2 separate regions of the Ovis aries genome follow, and region 2 is linked to region 1. The links are chromatin contacts, called in public Hi-C maps. All regions are on one chromosome and are shown on one strand. The core of a region is the stretch at or near the end of the contact, and the rest is flanking DNA. Distances in the headings are between cores, read along the strand shown. Region 1 overlaps PTGES (prostaglandin E synthase). Region 2 overlaps PTPA (protein phosphatase 2 phosphatase activator).

Region 1 (2,700 bases), core at 180-2,679:
TTATGGTGTTGGGTCCTGGCGGGCCCTGGGGCTTGGTAGGAGAACCCAAGCAGCAGCCCTTCATGGCTCCCAGGCCATTAACAGGGCTTCGCTTCCTGAGCGGCTCACAGGCACCAGCTTGGAGTCACAGTCCCCATCTGCCTCTGGGGTACCTCCTTGTCCCCGCCACAGTGGACATCAGTCTGGTATGCCAGAGATGATCCCCAGGGGCGCAGGGCCTTTGGGGGCAGAGGGTCCCAGCATCCAGGACATTCTCGAAGCTGACACCTGGCTGACTGCACCCCTTTTTCTTCTCAGAGCCCACCGGAACGACATGGAGACCATCTACCCCTTCCTGTTCCTGGGCTTTGTCTACTCCTTCCTCGGACCGAACCCCTTCATCGCCCGGATGCACTTCCTGGTCTTCTTCCTGGGCCGCATGATACACACCGTGGCCTACCTGGGGAAACTGCGGGCGCCCACCCGCTCCCTGGCCTACACCCTGGCCCAGCTCCCCTGCGCCTCCATGGCCCTGCAGATTGTCTGGGAGGCAGCCCGCCATCTGTGACCAGCCATGGACGCCACCTCGGCCGCCAGACCACTGGCCACGAGCCACTGGGGCTGAACCTGGGGGACCGATGGCCCCTTTGAGATTGTGACAGGCCCCGGGGCTGGGTTTCCTGGCAACTGGCTGAGCACGCGATCTTGGCCCCAGGGGACCTGTGTGTGTTTGCCCGTGTGTCCCCTGGATTCCTGGGTGAAGCGGCTGATTTGGAACTGTTTAGAGATGGACTGTCACGATTGATAGAAAATTCTTCCACTGTAAAAACCTCCCTCCCTCCCTCCTCCTCCCCAACGCTGGAAAAAGCGAACAGAGACTCAGTTCACGTTTTGGAACCTAACGACCTTCTGAATCCAGGGATGTAATAAATGAGGAGTTCTCACCTCCACCGCAGAGATTCTGGTTCAGCTGGTCGAGAGGGGAGTCTGGGCATCTGCATTTTTTGAAAGCTCCCTTGGGAGTCCCAGCAATGGTGGGTCTGGGTACCATTGCCAGTTCTCTCTCCAGGAGGGCCCAGGACAGGCAGGGTGTGAATTTCCCTTAGGATGGGAGTTGAGTGGTTGGGGGTAGGGTTGTGTGCCTTCGTGCCCCGCTGACACTTCCCTGTGATCTGCCACATTCCCTGGCTGGACGTTCCTATCCTTGGCACAGGTGCTGATCGGGAGGGCCCACCAGGAAGGCTGGCCTTCTCTTCCTGAGGCTGTAGTTGCTCCAAAGCGCTGTCAGTCAAGAATGATGGGCTTTGAAGGACCAACGGCTAGAAGAAATGTTCCGGCTCCTTTCGTATTTGTGAGGTTTGAAAACCACCGCCGTGTCCCTGGACTCGCTCTAAGACCGTGTGGGTTCAGTCGCTGATGAACTGTCTGACCAGCTCAGCGCCTTGGCTGCTGCTTCCTGGCCATTCACTGCTGTCCAGGCTGGCCAAGGATCTGGCTCCCTGGACACTTTTGTGGGTTTGTGTCTGGGGCAAACACACAAACACGCCCAGACTAGGGCGTTACGCCACACAGAATGCAAGCCGACTCCTGGGAGACACTCACTCCACCTCCTGTCACGGGCAAGGAGGAGGGGCACTAGGCCAGCATTTTGGCAGAGGAGAAAACCAAAGCTCAGAGTGGACTCCCTGCAGTGAGGGATCAGCTCTGAACCCAGCTTCGGTCTGGCTCCCAAACCGGCTCTAACCACTGCGCCCTCCAGCCTCACTTTCCACAACCACCCCCACCCCCACTCCCAGCACTGCTCCTTTCTTCTAGGATCTGGGGACGCCCCCTCCCACTACCCTGCAGCCCCTGAACTTCTGCCCCGGAGGACTGACGAGCTTGCTGAGTAGGGCGGCAGGATGGAGGCGGGCCTCCCTCGGGACCCCAGGCCTCCCAAGAATTCTGAGGCCCGCTTCCGGCCGCCCTGGGAGCTGCCAGTGGGTAACACTGCCCCCTGGTGGTGAGATGAGCCTCTGTTCAGGAAAAGGAAAAAAGTGAAAGTCGCTCAGTGGAGTCCGACTCTTGCGATCCCATGGACCATACAGTCCATGGAATTCTCCAGGCCAGAATACTGGAGTGGGTAGCCTATCCCGTCTCCAGCGGATCTTCCAGACCCAAGAATCTAACCGGGGTCTCCTGTATCGCAGGCGGATTCTTTACCAACTCAGCTATCAGGGAAGCCCCCAAATATTTATATTATTATTATTATCAGCTGTGTGGAGTCTTCATGAAAGCACATAGTCTTAGTTGTACCACAGCATGTGGGATCTTAGGTCCCCGCCTGGGATCAAACCTGCGTCCCCTGCATTGAAAACATGGAATCTAAATCACTGGACCGTCCCTTCAAGGGCTGCCACTGTACATCTGGGAAACAGGAAGGCGCAGTCCCATGTGCAGTGCCTGCTGTCTGCTAAGCAGGGGCTGGGCGTGGTGTTCACAACTTTTTTTCCCCACTTGAAGCTTAAACGCATCCCAGGAGGGAGATATTTCTGTTTTTTGATGAGGAAAGGCTCTGGAAGGAACCACGACTTGTCCAGCGTCCCTGAGCCGGGGTAGAACAGAGGCGCAGACCCAGTGCGTGCACTTGTATTTTAATATTTTCCCTTCTGGGGAAAGGGGCTGAGAAGGCAAAGTGCCCAGATGAGACCCGAGGGAGGAGGGCATCCGACACTCATGAGG
Region 2 (2,700 bases), core at 17-2,516, 530 kb after region 1:
GACTCACTCTCTCACTCCCCCAGGGAGGGCAACTCTTACAAAACTGCAAGATCAAAGCTGAAAACGCTGCCATTTTACCCCTGTCATCTCCCTCCCCTGGCCCAAGTCCCCCCAAAAAACCTGTCTCAACCCCCCGGTTCAGTAGCATGGACAATGGGCTCCTTCCCTGAGCAGTGAGGCCACGGCCCAAGGTCCCCACTGGGCTTCTCCTGGGCTGGTCCCTTCACCCAGACTTCCCCCTCCTCTCTCTAAGATTCCTTCCTGCAGGAAGGCAGCCAGGAGCCCCCAGCCTGCAGGTGCTGGCCCTCGCCCTCAGCCCTCAGAGCTTGTTCCGGAGCCCCACTCCATCAGACTCCACCCCCATCCTCCCCTCGCCCCGCCCCTTCCCCAGGCGCCCTGCCCCACAGGAGGAGTGCCAGGCTCCAGCCCTCTCTTGCATACTTCCAGGCCCTGAGAAGCTCAGGGATCACTGGAGCTATAGAACCAGTCTCACTCTGGACTGAGCCCTGTGAGAAACCACCCAGGAGGCACCCTGCTGGCCTGTCACAGCTGCAGCTCCACGAGTCTGCTCAGCAACGGCTCTTAGGCCAAGGCTAGCAAGGGGGCGTCGGCCAGCCTTCCCCACTAGGGGCACAGGATGGCAAGCCGAAAGGCCTCTCTGGCACCCTGGCAGAGCCAGGGGGAGGCCTGAGCCCCGAGGCCCCAGAGGCCCTGGCCCCCTCCCTGGAAAGGCCAAAGATGCTTTCTCTAGAGGGGCTGGCCCACCCCCACCCTTCAGTCCTTTGGAAGGAGCCTCTGTAACTCTGGAAAGGAAAACAGATGAGGAGAAAAAGGAAAGGGGTCGAGAAGACAAAAAAAAAAAAAAAATTAGCTCATTCTAGCCACAAAGGGAGAAGAGAAAGCTAGAAGGAGCAAGCGAGCTGCAGTCCCGCAGTGACCCCAGGGGAATTGTGAGTCAGAGCAGCCATATTGAGCAGGAAATTACTCACAGACGCTGCGTTCCTGCCTCTTCACTCCCAAGAGAATCGGCCTTTTGTAAATGGTTCCTCTGTCAGTAACTGAGGGGGGATGGGGTGGGGGGGAGGCTCTGCACAGCGCTTTCCTGTCAGCTCCTTCCCTTCCAGCTGAAATCTGATCCCTCCCTTCCCAAAACTCCAAATTTAGAAGCCAGATTGAAACTGAAATTCTTTTCCTGCCTGCCCTGGGCTCTTAAAGGCGCCAGGGCTGCATTTCCTGAGGTGGAGAAGCCTGCCCCACGACGGCCTTGTGCGGGAGGCCCAGGGCCACCAGGGCAGGTCCCAGGCTGGCCCAGTCTCCTTTCCGACTCGTCTGTTCAGTCTCCCAGCTGCGCCAGCCCTAGCGAATCCCTGGTTTTGCAGCGGCAACACTGCCCCCGCCCCCGGCCACAGCACGCAGGCCACGGCACACAGAGCTCCTTGCAACCGTCAGTCAGGGCCTCCCTCACCACCACCGAGGGGCTGCGAAAGCCCTGTCTGGGTGCTGAGCCCAGACTCTGGAGAACTAGCTCAATGTGTGCCTTCAACAGGAACCGCACCAGCCGGCTCAGGGCTGGCCAAATAGGTGAGTCCCTGCCAGCACTCTGAGCTCTGCGGCATGCCCCTACTAGCGTCCAGCGCCGCCCACCACGCCCAAGCACCAGATCCAGGGGGAGAACCAGGCCTTGAACAGAGCGTGCGGAACAACCTAGAACTCGAGGGCGTGCAGCCTCCTCCCGGTTCACGCCTCTACCTCAACTGTTATCAAAACCTCCACTAAGTTCAGTGTCTCTTTAGCACCACCTAGCGGAGATGGAGAAGCTCTATACAGTCAACAAAAACAAGACCAGGAGCTGACTGTGGCTCAGATCATGAACTCCTTATTACCAAATCCAGACTCAAATTGAAGAAAGTAGGGAAAACCACTAGATCATTCAGGTATGACCTAAATCAGATCCCTTATGAATATACAGTGGAAGTGAGAAACAGATTTAAGGGACTAAATCTGATAGAGTGCCTGATGAACTATGGATGGAGGTTCGTGTCGTTGTACATGAGACAGGGATGAAGACCATCCCCATGGAAAAGAAATGCAAAAAAGCAAAATGGCTGCCTGAGGAGGCCTTACAAATAGCTTTGAAAAGAAGAGAAGCAAAAAGCAAAGGAGAAAAGTAAAGATATAAGCATCTGAATGCAGAGTTCCAAAGAATAGCAAGAAGAGATAAGAAAGCCTTCCTCAACAATCAATGCAAAGAAATAGAGGAAAACAACAGAATGGGAAAGACTAGAGATCTCTTCAAGAAAATTAGAGATACCAAGGGAACATTTCATGCAAAGATGGGCTCGATAAAGGACAGAAATGGTATGGACCTAACGTAAGCAGAAGACATTAAGAAGAGGTGGCAGGAATACACAGAAGAACTGTACAAAAAAGATCGTCACAACCAAGATAATCACGATGGTGTGATCACTCACCTAGAGCCAGACATCCTGGAATGTGAAGTCAAGTGGGCCTTAGAAAGCATCACTATGAACAAAGCTAGTGGAGGTGATGGAATTCCAGTTGAGCTCTTTCAAATCCTGAAAGATGATGCTGTGAAAGTGCTGCACTCAATATGCCAGCAAATTTGGAAAACTCAGCAGTGGCCACAGGACTGGAAAAGGTCAGTTTTCATTCCAATCCCAAAGAAAGGCAATGCCAAAG

What was found. Hi-C and Micro-C count contacts between places; a contact is called where the count stands out from the background.
Region 2: a contact with region 1 is called in a Hi-C map of tail adipose tissue, with 2.4 times the contacts expected there. The contact joins two enhancer-like sites. A contact is called at or near these places in 2 of 16 Hi-C or Micro-C datasets (hypothalamus and tail adipose tissue).

What each region holds. Positions count from the first base shown.
Region 1 is chr3:6,790,157-6,792,856 of ARS-UI_Ramb_v3.0, forward strand. PTGES (prostaglandin E synthase) reads left to right here. Exons shown (of 3, transcript XM_027966307.2): 3 at 298-929. The coding sequence ends at 547. Among named protein-coding and RNA genes, the nearest start is that of PTGES, 12 kb to the left of the region's middle. Within about 2 kb of position 1,430, at least 8 of the 54 cell types and tissues checked have an H3K27ac peak or open chromatin away from gene starts, as enhancers often do. A contact at or near this core is called in tail adipose tissue, where this site is marked.
Region 2 is chr3:7,321,300-7,323,999 of ARS-UI_Ramb_v3.0, forward strand. The region is part of intron 8 of PTPA (protein phosphatase 2 phosphatase activator); the gene reads right to left. Among named protein-coding and RNA genes, the nearest start is that of PTPA, 26 kb to the right of the region's middle. Within about 2 kb of position 1,267, at least 52 of the 54 cell types and tissues checked have an H3K27ac peak or open chromatin away from gene starts, as enhancers often do. A contact at or near this core is called in tail adipose tissue, where this site is marked.